Regions from separate parts of the Mus musculus genome. Here regions 2 and 3 are each linked to region 1. Evidence: chromatin contacts called from public HiChIP or PLAC-seq data. All regions are on one chromosome and are shown on one strand. Each heading gives the region's core, a stretch centred on a gene start, on an enhancer-like site or on the middle of the called end of the contact. The rest is flanking DNA. Distances are from core to core; before and after follow the strand shown. Region 1 overlaps Shcbp1l (Shc SH2-domain binding protein 1-like). Region 2 overlaps Npl (N-acetylneuraminate pyruvate lyase). Region 3 has its middle 15 kb from the start of Lamc1.

Evidence for each region. HiChIP or PLAC-seq counts read pairs in DNA pulled down with a chosen protein or histone mark.
Region 2: a contact with region 1 is called in an H3K27ac HiChIP or PLAC-seq map of embryonic stem cells, with 5 read pairs. The contact joins two enhancer-like sites. A contact is called at or near these places in 6 of 39 promoter capture datasets (cranial neural crest, frontonasal cranial neural crest, liver and 3 more), 2 of 484 Hi-C or Micro-C datasets (brown adipocytes and liver) and 1 of 115 datasets of contacts at active chromatin or transcription factors (embryonic stem cells).
Region 3: an H3K27ac HiChIP or PLAC-seq map of embryonic stem cells shows a contact between it and region 1, with 5 read pairs. The contact joins two enhancer-like sites. A contact is called at or near these places in 1 of 115 datasets of contacts at active chromatin or transcription factors (embryonic stem cells) and 1 of 9 other capture datasets (adipose tissue).

What each region holds. Positions count from the first base shown.
Region 1 is chr1:153,451,870-153,455,570 of GRCm38.p6, reverse strand. It overlaps Shcbp1l (Shc SH2-domain binding protein 1-like), which reads right to left. Exons shown (of 10, transcript NM_001033162.2): 10 at 2,997-3,358. The coding sequence ends at 3,107. Among named protein-coding and RNA genes, the nearest start is that of n-TIaat13, 4.9 kb to the left of the region's middle. Within about 2 kb of position 2,245, at least 17 of the 459 cell types and tissues checked have an H3K27ac peak or open chromatin away from gene starts, as enhancers often do. A contact at or near this core is called in embryonic stem cells, where this site is marked.
Region 2 is chr1:153,530,241-153,534,266 of GRCm38.p6, reverse strand. All of the region lies in intron 4 of Npl (N-acetylneuraminate pyruvate lyase), which reads left to right. Among named protein-coding and RNA genes, the nearest start is that of Npl, 17 kb to the left of the region's middle. Within about 2 kb of position 2,161, at least 148 of the 459 cell types and tissues checked have an H3K27ac peak or open chromatin away from gene starts, as enhancers often do. A contact at or near this core is called in embryonic stem cells, where this site is marked.
Region 3 is chr1:153,345,223-153,349,511 of GRCm38.p6, reverse strand. No RefSeq gene overlaps it. Among named protein-coding and RNA genes, the nearest start is that of Lamc1, 15 kb to the right of the region's middle. Within about 2 kb of position 1,596, at least 10 of the 459 cell types and tissues checked have an H3K27ac peak or open chromatin away from gene starts, as enhancers often do. A contact at or near this core is called in embryonic stem cells, where this site is marked.

The sequences.
Region 1 (3,701 bases), core at 996-3,495:
AAAGACTAAGGCCAGCATTTTCTATTCCAAATTAGTTTCCAGGGGTTGTGGGTGCATCAGGAAAAGTAAGGCCAAATAAAAGCTATAGAGGCCTTGAACACATTTAGGCAATGGTAGGTGAGACCTATAATGTATGACTCAGTATTTAGGTGTAGAGAAGTTGGCCAGTTCTTCCCATTAACATGTATCCCAAAGTATGTAAAGTTACAGGTGCTTTTGATAATTTTTGAAATTTCCAGTAAGTTGCTAGAGTTCTTTGGGGAACAAGAAATCCTGGAAAACCCAGGCCCTGTGGCATGTTAGGCAAGCACTATTAGTATGTAGTCCTGTGTCTGCATTGTTGGAGGGAGATCAGATCAATGGGGGCCAAACATCATGACTTCCTCTGTTAACAGTCTGTTAAAATTTGTCATTTCCATGTGTGTGAACACAGAGTTTAGTTACTTCATTGCATGTTACATCTAGTCTGATCTCTGTTCTCTTAAAAAAAAATTATTCCCTATATCTTAGTAGGCCTTAGCTTGCTTATAAAATAATTGATCCTATACCCAAAGCATTACCCTTTTGCTTAGAGGATAATTTCTCTGTAACCACTCTTACAAGCTGTACTAGCCATGAATATTGATGGGTTTTGGTGCTTTTGATCTTTACATGGTATGAAAAGTAAGAATTAGAAAATCCCACATGCTCCATTTGGGGTGGAATAAATAACTTTGAGAAATGTGAAGTTGAGTTGTATGCACTGTTCACCCCCCTATATGGTGGGAGCCTAAGATTTGTAGTCTGGAGTTACAGAGAACCATTGAGTATAGTCATGTTTTTCAGTATTGAAACTCAAGAGCCCTCCATAGGTCCAGAACTTGTTCTTCCAGCTCTAGTTTCCCAGATTTGGATGTTAGTCGATGTCATTGCCACAGTCTCAAAGCAGTGATCTCTTCACATGAGATGGAGGTCTAAGCACCAGTTAGATTAAGTAGCTTGCATAGTAGATTATCTCACTGCACTTAAACATGCTTTTCTTTCATTTTTTTAAAAGATTTATGTATGTGAGTACACTGTAGCTGTACAGATGGTTGTGAGCCTTCGTGTGGTTGTTGGGAATTGAATTTTTAGGACCTCCGCTTGCTCCAGTCAACTCCGCTCGCTCCAGCCCTAAGGTTTATTTATTATACATAAGTACACTGTAGCTGTCTTCTGCCACACCAGAAGAGGGGGTCAGATCTCATGGATGGTTGTGAGCCACCATGATGTTGCTGTGATTTGAATTTGGGACTTTAGGAAGAGCAGTCAGTGCTCTTACTTGCTGAGCCATCACTCTGCAGACCAGACTGGCCTCAAATTCATAAATCTGCCTGCCTCCGCCTCCCAAATTCTGGGATTAAATGTGTGCCACCACGCCTGGCTCCAACATGCTGTTCTTAATATGAGCATTAATTATATAGTGTAGCCTTACTACCCTATAGTAAGAAATTGAAAGGAGGTTATCAGATTAAAAGTTTACCACAGAAAACAAACACCAGTTTCTGGAAGCCATGTTCAGATTAGAATCTGGAGTTTGGTACCATGGGGACAGATCAAGAGAATATGAATGGGGTCATCTTCAGATCTGTCCAGACAGCAGACATCCAAGCACAATTGTCACAGAGCACATTGGATTGGTGCTAATAAAATTGTTTTTGACTTCTAAAACAGTTACTGAATTTGAAGGTTTTAGGTATAAATCACTTTTTGGAAGTGCAAGGATGGATCTGTATGCCTTTTAATTGTGGCTGGGACAAATGCATTTGTCAGACTTTGTGATCCTTCAGGTTTTAGCTGTGTGAAAGACTGGGAACCTTGGTAACAATCTTAGTGGCTAAGTCCTTTGTCCAGAACATCAAAAGTTTGTGGAGTTGCTAAAGAGTGGGTGGGGGTTTCAAAAGCCATTTAAAAGGCAGTGTGATCTGGGCAGTGGTGACTCATGCCTTTAGTCCCAGCACTTGAGGCCAGCCTGGTCTACAGAGTGAGTTCCAGGATAGCCAGGACTGCACAGAGAAACACTGTCTTAAAAACAAACACCCTTCTGAGTGAATTCGAATCTTGAGTATATACAAAGGCTTACGGGAGCGGGGTGCCTTAGGGTTTCTGTTGCTATGCTGGTCAAGCATCTTGGGGTGGAAAGGGTTATGAAGGAAGTCTTAGCAGGGACTGAAGCAAACTGCCTTGCTCAGTCCTTCCCTACATCCAGGAGCACCTGTCTGGGAGTAGCTGGGTGTGGTGGAGCACACCATTAATCACAGCACTCAAGGCAGAGAGGCAGGTGGATGGATCTCTTGAGTTCAAGCCAATCTGGTCTACAGTGTGAGGGGGTTCTAGGATAGCCAGGGCTGTTACAACTCAATTGAGGCCCTCTTTTTTTTTTTTTTGGATGCTTATCAAGTTCAGAGGGAGTAATGTGACAAATGGTAGAATGTGTGCTTAGTACTTGTAAGGCTCATGGTTCTGTCCCTGGTTGGTATGCACACAAAGAAGCTGTGTATTGGTCCTTATCAAGGAAACATCCCATTGAATTTAGATTCCCTTGGCTGAGAAAATACAGGTTGTAGGAAAAATAGTTGTCAAAGACATTAATGTTCCTAGTTCTCAGGAACTGTCGAAGCATACTTTATTATGACAAGGTTCAGTTTGCTTATGTGGTTTAGGTTAAGGTCTCTGGGATGGGGAGGTATTCTGGATTATCCAGGTGAACCTAATTACCAAAAATGGCTCAAGCTGGCCACTAACTCCATCTCCCTGGGACTGGGATCATAGGCATTCTTCATTCGGGTGGGGATTCTGTGGCGCTGGTGCTGGAACCCAGGGCTTTGCTTTCACATGCCAGGCCAGTACTTCACCTTCTGAGCTACATCCCCAGCCCCTTAGCTATGCTTTCTAGAGTAAATTCTGTGGCATATGACTCACCTTTATAAAGCTAGAATCTTAGCCAACACATTAAAACCACTAATTGAAAGACAGCAAGCATTTAAACATTTTAATCTTTGAATTTAAAACAACCATTTCTGAGATACAAGAATCATTTATCACATTCCTGAACTATAAAACACGAACGAACACCTATCCAGACACTTTACCCGGTGACTATCCTAATATCCCCCTTTAAGTTGGCTTCTATCCTGTTGTTGTTCATTTCCACATTCAGAGTTTGCATGACTTTGGAGAGCATTTTGTCATCTTTCTTATCTCCTGAAGCAGCCCCTTTGTTGAGAGCTGCTTCTGCTACAATAAAGAACTGTTCCGATGGCTGAAGAATGCTCACTCCATAGCCATTGTTGTTGTAGATATGATTGTTCGTCATCTTCAGTTTGGGTGCTGGAAGAACCTGTTAAATTGTTTGAGAAAATAAGCTGTCCAGTGATTTGGTATAAAAACAACAAACTTAAGATGGCACTGAGACTGACTCTGGAGTCAACAGGGTTCTTTAAAGCTACAACAGTTAGCTTCACATTCATCAACCTTAGTACACATGTGAATGAAAAAGTATAGGGTTTTTTCATGTTTTATCCTAAACTGATATAAATCATTGTAGCTAGGGGATGCAGCCTGTTAACGTCTGTAACATGATCAAACATGAAAATTATTTCAGGCCGGGCAGTGGTGACGCATGCCTGTAATCCCAGCACTTGGGAGTCAGAGGCAGGCAGGCAGATTACTAAGTTCGAGGC
Region 2 (4,026 bases), core at 912-3,411, 79 kb before region 1:
ACCTTGTGTCAGATTGACATAAAACTAGCCAGCTCCCCAATGCATCACACCGGGGAGCTGGAGCAACGTCTTTGCCCTCAGTCTTCTTTCCATCCAATTGAGAAGCAGGTTGTAAAATCCAACACTTCCCAGGTCTGATTAAGTATACACGGAGACAAAGACGTGGTTGGAAGTATTCAGATAGAGACAAGATATTGTCGGTTAGTAGTAACAGCTGAGCAAGCCCCCCCCCCCTTCCTATATAGCTAAGTGTGGATTGGAGGAGCCCAAAGCTGGTGTCTACATGGGGAGGCTTCTTCATCCCCAATGGTGGGATGCTAGCACAGCTTGCCAGAGCGATGTTAGGTAGACTTTTTTTCTTACTATGTTTGTTTATTTTTATTTGTCTATTTTGGGTGGTTTGGGTTTTTGGTATCATTTTGATTTGGTTTAAGTTTTGATTTTTTTGAAGCAGGGTTTCACTGTACCCCCCTGGCTGTCCTAGAACTTGCTCTGTAGACCAGGCTGGCCTCGAACTCAGAGCTCCACCTGCCTCTGCCTTGGAGTGTTGGAACTAAAAGTGTGCGCCACTACTGCCCCGTGGTTTGTTTTCGAACTGAAGCAGGCTGAATCACCTGCCAAGTTCCTTTATTATCATTATGATTATTATTATCATCACCATCATGATGTTTGAGAGTGTGAGCTTCTGAGTTTGAGGCCAGCCTGGTCTACAGAGTGAGCTCCAGGACAGCCAGGGATACACAGAGAAACCTGTCTTGAAACCACCACCCCTCCCACAAATAAAAATAAATTTAAAAAAGAGAGAGTGTGTGTGAAGGTCAGAGGACAGCTTGAAAGAGTCAGGTCTTTTCATCGAGTGGGTCCTGGGGATAGAACTCTGATCCTTAGACTTCTCAGCAAGGCTCCTTTACCCATTGACTCATCCCTCCAAACTCTTTTATTTTCCCCTAAGGGAGAGACTTTTGTTAACCTGGCTGGCCTGGTTCAACTCATTATGTAACCAAAGATGACCTTGATTTTTTTTTTTTTTTTTTTGGTTTTGGTTTTTCTAGACAGGGTTTCTCTGTATAGCCCTGGCTGTCCTGGAACTCACTTTGTAGACCAGGCTGGCCTTGAACTCAGAAATCCGCCTGCCTCTGCCTCAGTGTTGGGATTAAAGGCGTGTGCCACCACGCCCAGCTTGTTTTGATGTCCTTGAAACTGGGTCTTAAGTAACTTAGGCTGACCTTGAACTTTTGATCCTCCTGTCTCCACCACCCAAATGTTGGGATAGCAGGTGCAGTGTGACAGGAACTAATGCCCTAGTATTTTTATTTTATTTTTTATTTTTATTTTTTGAGACAGGATCTTTTGACATAGGTCTGACTATCTCACTATATAGACAAGGCTTGCTTGAACTCAGAGACTCACCTGCCTCTGATGCTGAGATTAAAGGTGTGCGTACCACGTTGCTTGCTTTCTCCAGACTGCTCTATTCTTTAGACTTAGGCATGCTAACTAATGTCAAAGTCCGTCCCCCTTCCTCCCTCTGCCATGTTGCTCTTATGTCTTTAGTTCAACTTTGTCTGTCTGTAGGCTCCTGCAGTACAAGCTTACTGTCTTTCCGTGAAGTTTCTCTTTCATTCAGTCCTGGGGCGGGAGTGGTTCTGCAGCAGTGCAAAGGTGGATTCGAGCTGGGGAAGGGGAGCTGTGAGGGGAGCTGTGAGGGGAGCTGTGAGGGGAGCTGTGAGGGAGCTGTGAGGGGAGCTGTGAGGGGAGCTGTGAGGGAGCTGTGAGGGGAGCTGTGAGGGGAGCTGTGAGGCCGCGAAATGCAGAAGCAGGGCTGAGGTTTCCTTTGTTTGATGGAGGGCGGGAAGTCCTGCCCTGCTGCCACGCAGCTGCAGCTCCTCCGGGAAGCTGAGGTCAGCTTTTTCTCTTCCTACAGAGGATTCCTCTTTCTGTATTCTTTTCCTCTGGAGTTTGCCCCCCCCTTGTCACTTTTCTTTTTATGAATACTTTTATTATTTATTCGTTTTATTGTATGAGTGTATGTGGTAAGTTATCTGCGCCAACGAAATGAGCGAATGCAAACCAAATTAAGGTAGAAAGGCAGGTTTACTGGGGAGTAGCTCTTCACCAGCCACAAAGGAAGGGGGTCAGTGCAGTTGCCATGGAGAGCGAGACAGAGCGGAAGAAAAAGAGAGAAAGCATGTATGCAGAGAGAGAAGAGAGAGAGATGCAGAGAGAGGTGGGGAGGAGAGAACCAAAATGTCTGGATGATAGGAAGCCCAGCTCTTGGGCTGGAAAGTTCAGGGTAGAGGGCAGGCTGTGCCCATGCCCTGTAAGAGGTAGGAACTGAGGGATGCTGGAAGAACCTGGAGGCCAGGTCGGCTTTGGTATGTTAAATACACATCTCAGCTGCTTGTCCCGGGTCTGAAACCGGGACAGTATGTAGGTGTACCACAAGTGTGCTTGCTGTCTACAAAGGCCAGAAAAAGATGTCAGATTTGTTAGCATTTCTTCTAGGTTCCGCCCTACAGTTACCTGGCAACAGCCAGATGTGCCTGACTCCTTATAAAGGGGACTGCTGGCCCTCTCCTCACTCTCTTCTCTTGCTCCTCTTCTCTTATTCTCTTCCTCTCGTCCCCCTCTATCCCCCCTCTCCCCTCCTCTTTCCATGTGTTCAAGGTCAGTCTCTACTCTCTTTGTCTTTCTCCATCTCTTCTACCTCCTCAACTCCCATCCCCATGCCCTAAATAAACTCTTTTTGGTTTTTGGAGACAGGGTTTCTCTCTATAGCCCTGGCTGTCCTGGAACTCACTTTGTAGACCAGGCTGGCCTCGAACTCAGAAATCCGCCTGCCTCTGCCTCCCGAGTGCTGGGATTAAAGGCGTGCGCGCCACCACACCCGGCCCGGCTCTCTTTTCTATTCTATACCTTCCTGTGACTGTACCTCAGAGGGAAGGGATGCCTCAGCATGGGCGAGCAGAGGTACCCCCTTCCCATGCACCATACAAGTTCATGCCTCTTCCAAACATGTCCCTGGCTTCTTTTTCTTTTTTTATTAAAACACTTGCGTTACAGACAATTGTAAGCCACCATGTTAGTGCTTGGAATTGAACCCAGGTCCTGAAAGAACAAGCCAGTGCTCATAACCACTGAGCCATCTGTCCCATCCCATGTTATGTTCTTGGTAAACGGAGCTCATGTTCTTAGCTGCAGAGTCCTGCATGTCCTGGGAACTGAGCACACTCCCTTTAATGCCAGTCAGGACCCGGTGATCTGGCTCAGCCCTCGAATCCACATTTCCTGCTATATCTTTTACTTTAGATGAAGCTCTTGAGTAGAAGAGTTCTATCTCCAGATGTTTTGAAGAAAGCCTATGTACATTTGGATTCTGAAAGAACTGCCTTGCTGTGGTCTTTTACAAAATTTTCCTTTCTGCATGCTGTTGTGTTTTATAAAAAAGAAAAGGATGCCAGGGATATGTTTGGAGGTTTGGTACTATGTGGGGGAAGGGGACTCTGCAGGCCATGCTGAGGCATCCCTTTCCCCTGAGGGACCTGCCACACGATGGTATAGTATAGAATAGAATTTATTTAGGGCATGGGGAGGGGAGTTGGGGATGTAGTAGAGTTAGAGAAAGGGGGAGAGAGAGAGAAAGAGAGAGAGAGAGTAGAGGCTGGCCATGAACAGGTGAAGAGAGATGGGGGAGAAGGAGGGCGGAGAAAAGGGACAAAATGGGAAGAGGATAGGAGAGCAAGAGAGGAGAGTGAGGAGGGGGGCAAGCAGCCCCTTTTATAGTAAGTCAGGCACACCTGGCTGTTGCCAGGTAACTGTAGGGCGGAGTCTAGAAGAAATGCTAACACATGGACTTGTATATAGAAAGTGTGTGACCTGTAGATAGACCATATATTTTTTTTTCCCAAGTGCTTTTGATCAGGTAGTCAATTTTATGATTATAAAAAGATAGAGAGGTATTAAGATATGTTCTATAGGGGTGTGGTGAGGTATGAGGGGAAGAGGTGCCTCGGGGGCGCCCATGCC
Region 3 (4,289 bases), core at 347-2,846, 110 kb after region 1:
ATCCAGGTGAGGGGTTACTTACAGGAGCAGAAATGACTCAAAGACAGCTGCATCTCCAAGGTCCATCCCAGCATGGGTGACAGACAGCTCACATCTGCACAGCCTGCAGGTAGCTCAACAGGCTGAAGAATTGTCCTTTCCAGGGGATTCAGTTGGTCTAAACCTCTGACAGGCAGCTCTGCTGGTTCCTGTTTCTTCCAGAGAGCTGGTCTGGTCTCAGTCTTCTTCGCAGCTCAGCTCTCTCTTCTGTCTGAGGGGGACTCTCTGCTTTTATGACTTACTTTCTCAGTGAGGGGGGGGGTCTAATGAATTTGGTCATTTTCAGGGACTTTTGGAAGCTATTTTTAGTTGTTTGACCATTCTGTTTAAGGAGCTTCCTGCAGGATGTGGTGTTTTAGTCTCTGAGGAGACGGTTAACATCTCATTAGTAGAGCAAGGCCTTACCCACTGAGCTATCTCCCCTTTAAACTGTTCTATACTGAGATGGGACTTGCTGTCTTCCTGCCTCAGTTTCTTGGGTAGGTGGTATTACAGGCAGGTGCCACCATTTCAGCTAGATATTTTGTTTTCTTGATTGAATTGTGAATTAAATTGAATTCCATAGGATCTAAAGCATGAGTTTTATTTTTGAAATCTTACATCTTCTCAAATTCTTAACTTCCAGATGCCTAGCCTTAATATTAGCAAGGATGAGAGAAAGGTCCACAGTGGCTGTTCGTTTGTTTTATTGGCAGGGTCTCACTTTGTAGTCCAGGCTAGTCAGGAAATCACTATGTAGCCCAAGCTGGTCTTGAATTTGCAAGTCTTCTTGCCTCAGCCTCCTGAGTTCTGGGATCACAGGCATGAGGTACCTCCTAGGCCAAGGGGGAGCCTCTGGGGAGTGTAGATGATGGCAGACTCACTGAGCAGACAGGTACTGTCTGAATAGCTCTTGGTTTTTCTTTAAGGTGGGGATGAACTTGGTTAAAAGTCTTGCTCTTTAATTTCAGGCAATCTGGACTCAGAGGCATTCTCCAGGAGTGGACTTTGGGAAGCCCTCGACTTTACATTTTGCCTGTCTCTGGCTGTTGACCTGCTGAGCATGTGCTAAGAGGAAGTCTTGCTTGGGCAGTCTTCCCAGGACAGTGGGAGACGCTTTGTGTCTTTGGAACCTCATAGCTGCACTGTGATGTATCCCCTAGGTGAGGCTGATAGAGATACTTTATAACCAGTGTCTTCAGAGGGAAGTTCCAGAATAAGGAACAGTCTAATACAAGCAAAACAAAATGGTCCTGTTGCTTAGTGACTTCATACTCAGATTATAGAAGTTCTTATTTTAGGTCACACATCTTACCTCCACAAATATGTCCAAATGCTATTCACGCTGAGCAAAGAAAAGCTGTTCTTAAATTTACTAAAATGACTGTCTTCCAAGACTTCAGAGCTGAGACACACCTTCAAGTTACAAGTACAGAGGATTTGGTATTTTGAGATTTACTGAGTTACTAAAGAGCTCTGTTGAGGTTTTGTCTGTTGCTATGTATTATAATGCTAAACTCTGTCTAGGCCTAGGAGTGAATTCTCACCTTTACCAGCCTTTGTTGTGCAAACCTTGTTCCCTAGTGTAAAACTATTGGTTGAATTAAGATGCCTACCGCCTATAGCTGGGCAGAAGAAAGGTAGGTGAAATTTCAGCTCCCAGGCTTGCTGTTTGAGGTAGGACCGTGAGAGGGAGGAGGGAAAGAGGTGATGGGAGAGAAGACACCAACGGGCAGGTGAATTATGAAAACATGGCCATGAGGGCTGGAGTAAGAGCAGTCCAGGCAGAACATGGCAAGTTATAACTGGGCTATTGATAGGGAAGTAGATAAAATAGCACAGAAGGTCGATATCTGCCCAACTCCACTGCTGTTAAGGTTCATTATAAATGTAAAGACTTTTATCTGGGAACTGAATGATCAAAGGAAGGGTAGAAACTCCCAATTAATATTAATTTTAAACCACAACAGAGCTATTTTTATTAGTGTTTATTTGATTATTTACTGAGTTATTAAAGAACTACTTATATATACACACTATTAAAAGTACCTGTACACACACACACACACACATTTATTTTTTGAGACAGGGTCTTCTGCAGCTTGGGCTGACCTTAGCCTCCTAACTGAGCCACCACACTGGTGTATTTTAGTGTCTATTTGAGGACTGTGACTTTTAGGTTGTGACACACTTTAGCATATTGAGATGAATTACTCACACTTTCATGTTTCACAACTGATAAAGAAGCAAAAACAAGCTAATTTTTAACACACACAGTCACAGTTTCCGAGATGTAGCGGGTTGATATTGTGACTCTGTAAAGAAGGACAGTAGTGGGTTTTTTTGTTTTTTGTTTTGTTCTTTATTTTGTTTTGCTGTTGCTTTACAAATTTAAACACATATTGATCTCTTTAGAGTGCTATAACAAAACCACAGAGTAGGTAACTTAAACTACAACCAAAACGACCCAACCAAAACCAAAACCCCCTACAACACCACACAGTTCCATGGGTTGGAAGCTAAGACCTAGACGCTGGGCCGTTTGACCCTGACGAGACTTCTTCTGCTTTAACACATGGTTAACACAGAGGAAAACAGATCCTTGGCATCTCTTCTTAAAGAAACATTAATCTCACCAGCCTAAAACATACTTCTATGTTCTGACTTATCTACGACTTCTCAAAAGCTTGTCTCCAAAAACCACCTCAAGGGCTGGCTTTATGCAAGGGGGGGGGGGGAGGGACCACAAAAATCTAGTCATCAGCAATAATTTAAAGGGTTGCTCATTTTGTCTTATTGAAACACTTTCGGCCTTTAAATTTATTGTTGTTGTCGTCGTCGTCAGGGAAGGGGTGCCATACAAGCGTGTTTACCTGCAGAAGTAAGTTAGAGGATAACTCTAACGAGCGGCTCTTTCCCACCTTCTGGTGGGCTCCAGGGACGAACTCATATCATTAGGGTTGTGCCTTTACCTGCTGAGCCATCCTCTCAGCTCCAACTTCTGGTTTAAATATTTAAAAACATTCTTTGATGATTTTATACATGTATATGTCTCTGGTCGTCTTCACACACATCCCCCATTACCCATTCCACCCCATTCCTCCTTGAACATCTTTTTCCCAGCGAGTCGCGCTTGTATTTCTTACTGTGCCTTTTGGGTTTTGTTTTTTGCTGTTTTGCCTGTGACCCGCTGGGCGTGGGCAGGGGGTTATTTACTGGAGCATGGGCAATTTACCAGTGGCTGCACTCTGGAAAATACGACTGCCTTCCCCCTAGCAACCATTAACTGCCAGGGGCGCCTCGGGGAGAGGTGGACCCTTACGAATCCCTTCCCCATCCATCCGTGCGGCTTTTGGGAGTTGCCAGGGTGCCGGTTCCCAGAGAGTAAGACGTATATATTTCCCTCTCAACAGACATTGCATTGGTTTTATTTCCCAGTCTTCAACCATTTGCTTTGACCTGGCTACCGGCTCATGAGCTCTTCATTTTGTGATTGGCTGAGAGGATTCCGGAGGTGGGCACTTCCTTTTCTACTTGGTGGGGAGGCGGTGGGACTTCAAGCTCTACAAAATTCCTTCTGCCCACTGGCCTTGTGTAGCGATCATGTTGGATTCCTGCTTTCCGTGCTGCACCACTAACTTGGGTAAAAACTTGGCTCTTACAGTGTAGTCCTGACTAAGCCATCAGTGCCTAGCTAAGCACGAGTGTTCAGGGTGAAAAGGCGCCTTTGCTGTTTGTGTGGAGGCTACACTGTATGCCCCTTGTCTGGACAGCACACACGAAGTCCATGAGTGTACAACATTAGCGTTTAACTCAACTTTAATAATCGCGAATGTATTGTGGCTTCAAGAGAAATAATATATGTACATAATTTAAGGTAAATTGAATTTTACTTTCCCTCAGCTGATCTTATCTGTGTGGTCATTTCTTTTCTTTCTTTCTTTTTTTTTTTCCAGAATACAAACTAAGTCTATACATGTATTTTTAGGTAATAATATTTACCAATGTTACTCTATATAGATCAATTCAATTATGCCTAAAATTATGTCTTAGATTTTTTTAAAATTTGAAAAAATTTGTTATCTTGTTGATGCCCAAAACACCTACTCAGAGTAAATATGTCATAATCTCTTTCAGAATCATCAGACCTCTGTTAAGATTCAATAGCATGACTGACTATGTGTGGGGAGCTGATGTAGGACCTTACTATTGGTTGAGAGGCCAGGCTGCCTTATGATGGAGACCAAGGTTTGGCAGGCCAGCTGTCCATG